Regions from separate parts of the Bombyx mori genome. Here region 2 is linked to region 1. The links are chromatin contacts, called in public Hi-C maps. All regions are on one chromosome and are shown on one strand. Each heading gives the region's core, a stretch centred on a gene start, on an enhancer-like site or on the middle of the called end of the contact. The rest is flanking DNA. Distances are from core to core; before and after follow the strand shown.

The links. A called contact is a pair of places that touch in the nucleus more often than the background predicts.
Region 2: a Hi-C map of whole pupa shows a contact between it and region 1, with 2.4 times the contacts expected there. The contact joins the enhancer-like site here to the promoter of LOC101743105 in region 1. A contact is called at or near these places in 2 of 7 Hi-C or Micro-C datasets (both in whole pupa).

Annotation. Positions count from the first base shown.
Region 1 is chr6:13,970,890-13,976,246 of ASM3026992v2, reverse strand. It overlaps LOC101743105, which reads right to left and starts at 3,844. Exons shown (of 1, transcript XM_004923508.5): 1 at 1,891-3,844. The coding sequence starts at 3,646. The coding sequence ends at 2,165.
Region 2 is chr6:14,012,207-14,017,695 of ASM3026992v2, reverse strand. No RefSeq gene overlaps it. Among protein-coding and RNA genes, the nearest start is that of LOC105843008, 13 kb to the right of the region's middle. Within about 2 kb of position 3,220, at least 4 of the 8 cell types and tissues checked have open chromatin away from gene starts, as enhancers often do.

The DNA.
Region 1 (5,357 bases), core at 2,595-5,094:
CTTTTGTAGAAGTAAAATTCTTTATTGTTAAAATTTGAATTTTTTACACATTCTATCAGACTTTCCGCTCAATACCATCTTTTCTTCTCCTTTGTCTCCACCTTATCCCACTAGGTGGGGTCGGCACAGCGAATTTTTCTATTCCATTCTCTTCTATCGGCCGTCATCTCAACACTCACTCCTCTCTCTTTCTCATATCGTCATTCACATACTCCATCCATGTCTTCTTCGGTCGATCTCTTCCTCCTGTACCTTGCACACCATTTCCATACATCTCCTAATCACATCCGCTCAATACCATCTTCCTGTTGTAAAATAAATATTTTTATACAGAACCAACAAAACATTATTTATGGTAAAAAAAACCTTAGGCTTTATAATAGTGATTTAGGAAAGGATGTTCAAATAAAGCGGTAGGCGACCTCACGGACACATCGTACAGCGCACGAAGTAAAATACAATAAAATTACATCAAATTATCACAAATCCAACTTTATTTAATTGGATAAAGTCCTGACACGCTGAACCCCTAATATTTTCTAAGGAGATACGTATAGGCAGTCATGTTTACGAATGAGTCTCACGATCAAGAACTGTCTTCGTGTAACAAAAACCAAACTAGCAGGAAATCTATATCTATACTAATATTATAAAGAGGAAAGATTTGTTTGTTTGTTTGTTTCGAATAGGCTCCGAAACTACTGGACCGATTTGAAAAATTCTTTTTCCATTAGAAGCCGACATTGTCCCTGATGAACATAGGCTACTTTTTTTTATTTATTTTTTTGGTTTCATGTGTGTTTTAATGTTTCCGAAGCGAAGTGAGGGCGGGTCGCTATAGTTATATAATTTTCGTAACGACTTGTGGTACGGTGTCCCGTGCGGGTAGATTCGACCCCTTTTTTTATAACTCAAACTTTTACGCTATCAAGAACGTTAAAAAACTCGCACTAAGCACACTGTAGAGAAATGCGTTTCGGTTTAAAGGGCGGCAGAATAACTATACTACATACAATACAATTGAGCTGAGACCACATGTGTCCACTGCGTGTGTGGGGCTCCAGTAACCACTAAATGGTAATACTGATGAACTCCTACATCCGTATATGCAATATATATATTTTTAAACACGTATACAACGTACTTACGCGGGCGTTTATGTCCTCTTAGACTTTCGGCGGGTTAAAATATTTTTAATTATGCTCTGAATTGACAAACCAACTCATAGGCCATTTTATGTTAAACAATCACAGTAATCACAGAGTGAATGCAGCCATTGCTTGCCGGGTGTTTTTGAAGTTTATACTTACTTATTTGATTAATGCACAATCAATAAAATAACCTTTATTATCTATGTGTGTGATAAAATGTAAATTACATAAAGATTTTTTTTCCATAATTAATCATTAGCATAATTCACGCTGCATCCGTGTGATAATAAAGCGAGTATTTTTGTACTGCAAAGAAAAGAACACCACCTTGAAGATCTGGGTAAATGAATATATAAATACAATTCCAGGTCGGACATTGTGATTCATTCTGTGTACCAAATAAAGCTGAAAATAACAGAAGGGAAATGAACCGAATTGAAAACAATTCATTCTAAATTTAAAATATTTATTTGTTTGAATGTTATGAAATGGATTAATCATTTTATCATTAAAATTATTGTTTGGAGTGTTAAAGTCATCAGTTGACGACCCTTGACTTTCTCTCGACTGGAATTTTCCATTTTATATTTGACACAAGTACTTAATTATCTCGACTAAGCCGTGCTCGTTATGAAACATATAAACTTGTAATTAATTAATACGACAAAGTCACAGTGCCTACGTGACGCTTAAAGGATGATGCTTAGGTAACCGAAGGATGCTTAAAAGAAAAACAGTGTTTTTATTTTAAATCCATCTTTATTACACGTCTTAATATAAAATAGTATACAAAGTAATTCAATGAAGTGCTTATAAAATAATCTACTTAGTAGTTACAATATGTCGTGTCGTTGCCTCGACCTATCGCTTGCGAGTCCCAAGCGCGTCGAGGTTACAACAAAAAGAGAGCAACAGACTTAGTTACGGCACGCGCCGACAGAGTGCTCACTAGTGCACTCTTCAGGTACTTGAGTGTCTATAATAAATAATCCCTACGCTGAAAAACAGTGGTTTCAGAGGGGAACATTCGGTGGTGTCTTGCACGGCTCCGGCGGCAGCGACCGTCGGTCTTCCGGCATTCTGGACTGGTAGTACGCGCAGTACGGCAGCGGGTCCCAAAACGCGAATAATGCTTCGCGCGTGTCCAAAACTGTATCCAGCAGCTTCCCGACGGCCGCCGCGTGTCCGCACCTGGTCTGCCCTTGACATAAGTACGGTAGAGACACTCCAACCCTCGCACCGATGGCTATAAGCTTATTCGAGTGCCCGTTCGATGGATTTTCTTCACGAACGAGCCTGAACGACACGTGCCCCGTCATGGGTCTGACTGGCGCAAGGAATGACACGAATCTTTGAACCCAAGCATCAGCTTCGTCATCTTTCTGTGGAACGAGACCTTTGCGGGCAGCATCCACGCGGCACGTCACATTATTGACCGCACGAGATTCCTTCAGAGTTGTGCACGTAACGATTTTTTCTCCTTTAGGCTCTCGGACAATGACCCAAGGCTTTTCAGCGCTGATTTCACGGGGGAATCTGAATTGTGTTTTCTCTTCGGGCATCACAAAACGTAAGCGATCACGAGCACCTCGGGCTCCGGCGCTGGCAATGAAGTGACGTCCCTCTTTAGAAGCTCCGCTGTCGTACCACGCGCGAACATCTTCGTCACTCGCTACGACCCAGAATTGCGGAGTGATCAGACCCGCAGCACGACTGACTCGCATTAATTCCAAAGGATCATCCAGTGTGACGACATCTCGAGCGCAAGGAACAAAACATTGACATCCCACCACTTCCATGTGTGGTTTTGCGAGAGCGTCATAATAGGCCGGTGTCGTTGAACTCACCGGCACGTAGAATACAACAGACTCTTGTTCCACTATCGCTTTTAATGCTCGAGCATAGGCAAGAGGATCAGCGGGATTAGGCCTCGGCACTGAATAGAATTTATGAACAGCTGCTGAGTATTTCAGTAGCGCAAACTGTCCTTCTATTTCGAAAGCCACTACTCTCGCACCGGCCGAATGGAAATTCCTCGCCAAATGTAAAGCTTGCACTGAACTGCCGCCACTGATGAGGACTGTCCGAGGCTTGTTATTCCCCTTCGAACTAATAACTCGAGCAATCATCTTAAGAACACTTATAGGGCACTGCACACATTTCCAGAATATAAACAGCGAAGCAGCAATCCACAGCGTCGGTAGTACCACTAATATTTGTTTCCAAGCCGGATGCGAGACAATGCTGAGGAGAGCGAAGACCGGGCGCAGCATTAGACGAGGTCCCCAGGTGAGGAGTCGAATCAGGTGCGGCACGGGCGGCGGTCGCTCGGGGCTAATGGCACGTTCTTCTGGTATAAGCGAAAACGTTGACGAGAAAGATCGCCTCAAAGCCGTGAAAGGTGGTGGCTGGTGAGAGCATCTCTTGCGCGGCGAAAAGACTAGCTCTGTGTTAGAACGCGCGAGGCGGGAAAACTCAGGCGCACAGGCCGGCATGGCGGAGTGACTGACGCGCGGCAGCGACGCTCGCGCATATAAACAGCCTCGTTATCAGAATAAAGCAGCGCCCCGCCGCTCAGCACTAACTCATCTTTGTACCCAATTAACAATTACCTAGTTAAAAATAAACAAAATATTACGGAATGATAGTAATCGTTTGTAAACAATTAAGGATAGTTAAGAAAAAGACTAAAACTAATGATAATAATTTATTTCTCCACAATTGGACTACGTGATAAACCACATACACATCTTCAACGTCGTAACATTCTATAATAAGATACCATAACGATTCAATAATAGAACAATTCAATATGTTTTTGCACACGTAATTATATTAATATCTATTAATAACTTCACTCTCTTATGACCAATTTTTCAGACAACACAATATGCAGACGCCTTGACAAATTAGTACTAAAGTATTTTCTTCGGTGTTCGCGATTTCTGGACATGGTAGGTATAAATTATTACTACTTTTACGCAAGAAAGAGGCATAGAAGTTGTTTTAATTACCTAAACACGACCGCCTCTAATTAGTTAGTGAACACGGTTGTGTTCTAGAATGATTTAAATAAATTAATAATTAAACTTTAATATTGCTATGATTTAAAATTTACTATACCTAGATAATATATCAAACCTAGAACCAGAGGTGGTCATATTTTTAACTGTAACTATAGTGAGACCTTAGAACTTATATCTCAAGTAACCACTTAACACCAGATGTGTTGTGAGCTCGTCCACCCATCTAAGCAATAAAAAAAACTTCGCATACGATCTGACAATTCAGTCAATTCAATTCAATTTCAATAAATGGCAGAAATAATAATTGTTCAAACAGCACAGACTTCGCTGCTAAATACATTTTTAATAGTTTTTTTTTTTTTATAAATGGACCTTCGGACCCGCTCGGAATTATTAGTTTGTCTCATATACTGTTATTGGGTGTCTCACATTATCTCCATAAAAAGATCTCTTTATAATCTTTTTAATTATTCGGAAACTCTGAATTTACAAAGGGTATTTGATTCTCTATGTTATGTCTCTTAGGTTCCAGAAATGGTCTATGTATTTATTGATTTAGCCAACCGCTAATTCATCCAGGTTCCGTTTCCGGATACTTCGCCATTAAGACGAGCAAACACTGAAGGCCCACATAGTAACTTGTTAAGCGGTTAGTTAAACCAGTTGACATGAAAACGTGATTCTCACCTACCACAAGCCATATTGGCATGGAAGTATTTAGTCGTAGATTGGTTTCCTAGATCTTCTCGATGCCTTCAATGAACACTACTCTAACTCCAAATTCTTAGGTTTACAGGAGGAGAGTTTAAACGAAAAAAGTTGATAAATATATCTGCAATAATAAAGATTTTATGGTTTTTTCTTGTGTAACTAGTTGATTTACTCTTGCTTCGAACCCCATTAACAATGAATTTGTAATACTTTTAAAATAGTGAAGCGATTTGCCTGAAAAACGAAAATTTCAAAATTTTGAGTTAGAGTAGTGTTCATTGAAGGCATCGTTCTGACCTTAGTACCCCTGGGTTGATTATCATACAATGGAAGAAATCTACCAAAAAGCTGAGTTACTAACAAACTATGTTTTCAAGATACAAATGCTCACTCTTGCCATTGTCAATCTCTATGTCAACTAACTAAATATATAAATAATACTTCACAGTAGTAATACAGCATTCATTTA
Region 2 (5,489 bases), core at 1,971-4,470, 42 kb before region 1:
GTACGTAATGTTCGGAATTTGTATATATAAGCAAACTCATTTTGGCGATGCGTTGGCGCGATTCAAACATCTGTCAAATACTTATTATGACAACTAACACTATACATATTTCAGCTGCTTTCAGACTACGCTATATTATAGTGCCATATAGTATAGCAGCCAATATTTAGCCAATAATATATATAGTACAGTACAGTGTGAACATGTCCATAACAATGTATGGTGTGCGATATTGTTGTGCTATGAGCTATATACTATATGCTATTATATTATAGCGTAGTCTGAAAGCGGCTTTAAAATTATTAAGCCAGCTACTACCTATAGGCCGTTAATTTTTCAAGACTGCTAGTAAAATCTTTTAATTATTAAAATGTACCACATAGCAAATGCGTTTATGCTCAATAAAATTATCTAAACTTCTATACTAATTTTATAAAGAGGAAAGATTTGTTTGTTTGTTTGTATTGAATAGGCTCCGAAACTACTGAACCGATTTGAAAAATTATTTCACTGTTTGGAAGCTACACTATTCCAGAGTGACATAGGCTACAATATTTTTTGAAAAAAATTAAGGGTATTTACTAAAATTCCAATGATGTGACCCAAGGTGTTAAAAAAATTACTAAAATATTCTTTACATCGCGTGCTCTGCTAAAACTATTGATGATAGAATAAAATAATGTAAGTACTACGACTTTGTAACACACACTATTAATTACAAAAACTGTCGCGGCAATATATGTCTAACTATGGTAGTTATGCCGCAATAAATATTCTAATATTTAAAAAAATAAAACATCGTCAAATATCGTTGAAATTTTTATTAAAGACCCGAGCGGAGTCGGATCGGGCCGCTAGTTTAAAAATAACCTTATTGGAATTTTTTCCAGTTACCAACTTTTTGTTTTATTATAATTCCATTTAAATCGTGCGTGCGTCGGATGATGGAATATTCTAACTGGGTCACAATGGACGTTATAAACAAACGAATAACGCAGATTAGACCAGGATTTTGTTAACTGAATTTATGATTAGGTAAACATTTTGTAGCTTCGATAATGGAGTAATAGTTGCACGCGCGAATACAGCCGTGTGCTTAGTGAGAGTTAACGTTATCGATAGCGTAAAAGTTAACTCTAATTAAAGTATGCAGTTGGAACAGCGCTCCTAGCAACATACGTAGGCAAACTTATAATTATTGATATTATACATACACGTTCAGGCTTTCTTCTGCGTAAATAAACAAAAGCACGCATGATTGACGAAAGATAAGTAACAAGAACTAACTTTTCGGACAAAAGATGCCGGGAAGCCCCTCCCCCAAATCGTTTGAAATTAACCTGGTTAATCCCGGCGAATATAAAGTTCACGTATCGATTCCGCTCCTAGCGAGTGTGCGCCAAAAATCTAGTTGGGAATTATAATGAGCTGGTTTTTTCGAACCGTTCTCAAGCCCTGCTTAAAACTTGTCAACCCAACTGACGTACTCAGACAAAATGACAGCACAGCACAGATAGCAAATTCGTTTTTCAGCAGCCGTTAACTAGCATTATTATTTTTGCAAAACATATTTTTGCTGTGGGTTTAACTTCCAAAACATTTATTGTGGTTTTCCTAAATGCCAAAATCCCATTAATCCTGGCATTAAACTACAAAAAAAACACAACCATAACAGTGCACTTCATACCTTCTTCATTCTTCCGCTAAGCAGTATTGGCATAATGTTTTATACGGAAATTTACGTTCTAGTGAACGTCTATTTTGTCTCTGGCTACATGAACGTCAACAATCATGCCATCAATCGGATACCTCCGTCGATATAAAACGACTATGAATAGAAATCGCTTATTAAAAATCTGGAATTTCCTTATTTCGTGACATTCTCGCATGTCGCATCCCGACTCGCGAACCTCCCGCCCATAAACAATGTTTTATTTCATGTGTCAAAAACGCCAGACGCCATCTTGCTTTTCCGGGTAAATAAATCTACAACGTTAATATTACAAACCGTCTCGTCCCGTGTGTATCGATTTGAGCTTTCCGTCTTGGTTATAGAGTTCAAAACATTCCGAAATTTGAATTTGAGCGGTAAATATATAAGAAAAAAAAACGGTAGGCTCCTCGTCTCCTTATTGATTGTGCCAGCTGGTGCTTTACTCGGTTTTTGATTCCATTTCATATTGCTACCCTTTATCTGAATTATTTAAGACGTACAAGCTTACAAAATTTTAGTAAAATATGTAGGTATTGATGAACTAACTGTAGTACTGTATTGTATTGTTTCGAAACCATGTTTTCAAACTTCAAAACCACATTACAGACCGCGGCTGCCAGTACCGTAGCAGTAGCGGTTCGGCTCGGCCTCTGGCTTTTCTTATTCTTATTTTATTTTTTTCGAACTTCCTTGGAACTTCCTTAAAGTATACCTGTAAGTACTACCAGTCTCTCCATCGAGTCATCTAAACGCTAAACGTTCAGTTACTTCCAAACGAATCTAAGCAAGCGTTGGATGCCCGATAATCAGAAAACGAATGAGATTAAATGCGGTTTAATATTTTCCTTTTATTGTGCTAGGTAAGTATATGAGACCACGGCACCTGATGCCAGGCGGCTCCCCACCTTGATACACACTGTCGTCCCACCTTGAGACGTCAGGTAAAAGTGTGTATTATATCATACAACGGCTATTCCACTCTAATGCAAAACCGCCTCGATAGAAAGAAACCAGTAGGTGCTGATGATGAAATAAACGAATCATTTTGCCTTTTATAATCATTCAGTTTTGGGAAGAAAATAGAAGGGGAATCCGTAACGCATTAAAGTGCTTCATTCTGATTTCAGATGTTTTTTTTTTCGTACCTAAGCTGATAGCCTTGAGAGGCTATTTCAGCGGAACCTTAACTTGTAGGTGAGCTCACGGGGCTCAAACCTAACGACGTTGCTAACACGAACCCTAGCAAGAGCCGTGCTTCGCAAAATCTACCATCGGGTCAGAAACGCGACCCACTGAGATGATCCGGCGAGAAACTCAGTGGGGTGTGTCTGAGGGTTAATTAACTCGTCAAGCCCTTCGTCGTTCGACGAGAACTGTGACCGGTTCTTGAGGTACCAAAAAGCACCGTTAGTGGATCGGGTGGAATCAGATTAAAGACAGCAATGGAATGCATAAAAACGGTTTTCGTTACGTATCTCAGACACCTCAGCACGCGGCGTCTTGGTGATCTCGTTATCGTCGACCTTCGAACAATACCGTCGGTACTGACCTATGATAAACCTACACAATCTATGCTTTTAGGTTAATTGTTAAAAATGACTGCTGATGAAATGCACCGTGTTAAATTCGCGTAAAGTATAATATACTGAATCTGACGAGCGGCGACTTAAAAGGGACAGAACGAAGTGGACGCGAGGTGCCGAAGACATATACCATAAAGTATTTTTTATTTGATTTTTGAAATTAATGAAATATGTCATGATACACTTGGCGTTAAGTATTGTCAGAGCCTATAGAGATCATAAGTGACCACACCTTGAGAAGCGGCTATTTTTTTTTATTGCTTAGATGGGTGGAAGAGCTCACAGCCCACCTGGTGTTAAGTGGTTACTGGAGCCCATGGACATCTACAACGTAAATGCGCCACCCGCCTTGAGATATAAGTTCTAAGGTCTCAGTATAGTAACAACGGCTACCCCACCCTTGAAACCGAAACGCATTACTGCTTCACGGCAGAAATAGGCGGGGTGGTGGTACCTACCCGTGAGAACTCACAAGAGGTCCTACTACCGGTAATTACGCAAATTATAATTTTGCGGGTTTGATTTTGTTACACGATGTTATTCCTTCACCGTGGAAGTCAATCGTGAACATTTGTTAAGTACGTATTTCATTAGAAAAATTGGTACCCGCCTGCGGGATTCGAACACCGGTGCATCGCTACACACAATTGCACCGGACGTCTTATTCTTTAGGCCACGACGACTTTTCATTTATAACCGCTGTCTCAAACTAACGCATTAATGCTTCGCGGCAGCAACAGGCAAGAGATACATAGGCGACGGTTAGTATTACATGTATACTTTTTGAATAGTTATCGATTTCATCGGTGTATCTGACTATGTGGTTATACAACCGTATTTTCATTCCACCCCGGACTTTGACCGTGCGTCTCAAAGTTAAAAAGCCCCGCATGGTTTCCGCCCCACGCCGTCTGCTCGTGATAGGTGTAAAGTGCAAAGCAATTAAATCCTAATTGCATTATGAATGTATTGGCCATCCACTATCAGCTGTTTGTCTGCCGCATAATTATCGCGTCTGAGTTTATATTTATACTGATTTATGAACGGACAAATAATTCATCGTGAATATTCTAAATTATGGCCGGGTCGCTTGCGAGGTACTTGATCGATGGGCTGGGATGGTGGGAATTTTTCAATGTTTTTACTGGTGGTAGGACCTCTTGTGAGTCCGCACGGATAGGTACCACCGCCCCACCTATTTCTGCCGTGAAGCAGTAATGCGTTTCGGTTTGAAGGGTGGGGCATCCGTTGTAACTATACTCAGACCTTAGAACTATATCTCAAGGTGTGTGGCGCATTTACGTTGTAGATGTCTATGGGCTCCAGCAACCACTTAACATCAGGTGGGTTGTGAGCTCGTCCACACACCTAAGCAATAAAAAAATAATGTCTAAAAAATCTTGGACATCTTCTAGAGTCTAAAGGGTAAATGCCATTTTATTCAACAAATTGGAACGCATTTTCTCCACGAGGCAGAAGTAGGTAAGGTTGTGGTACCTAACTCCTTCGGGCTCACAATACGCCCTACAACCAGTAATAAATATGAGATAAAACTCATTTCATCATTCTCCTGTCCCTCTCCCTCGAAATTCGATCTTAAGTTAGTAGTACTTCAAGTTTCAGTCATCATCATTCTTCTGTCCTTCTCCCAGTCACCTGGGTCGGCGCAATATGTTTACTCGTTCCATACTCCTCTATCATATACCATTTCTACGCTCCCCTCTTACACATATTGTCTTTCACGCAATTCATCCATTTTTTCTTAGGTCTTCCCCTTCCTTTAAAGCCTGCCACATTCATAGTTAAAACTCACTTACCAACTACATTGTCATTTCGTCTCATCACATGTCCATACTATGCCAAACGCGCGCATCTCGACCTCTCTGTCACAGGTGCCACTTTCAGACTTCCTCTAAAATAAACCATAAATATGAGATAAAACTACCAACTAGCAATAAAAATTATATTAAAAGCTTGACGAAATTGATAAACAGCGTTCATAATTGTTACCGCGCATTTTTTTCTTCTCCACCTTATCCCACTAGGTGGGGTCGGCACAGCTAATTTTTCCCTTCCATTCTCTTCTATCAGCCGTCATCTCAAGACTCACTCCTCTCTCTCTCATATCGTCATTCACACACTCCATCCATGATCCATGTCTTCTTCGGTCGACCTCTTCCCCCTCTACCTTG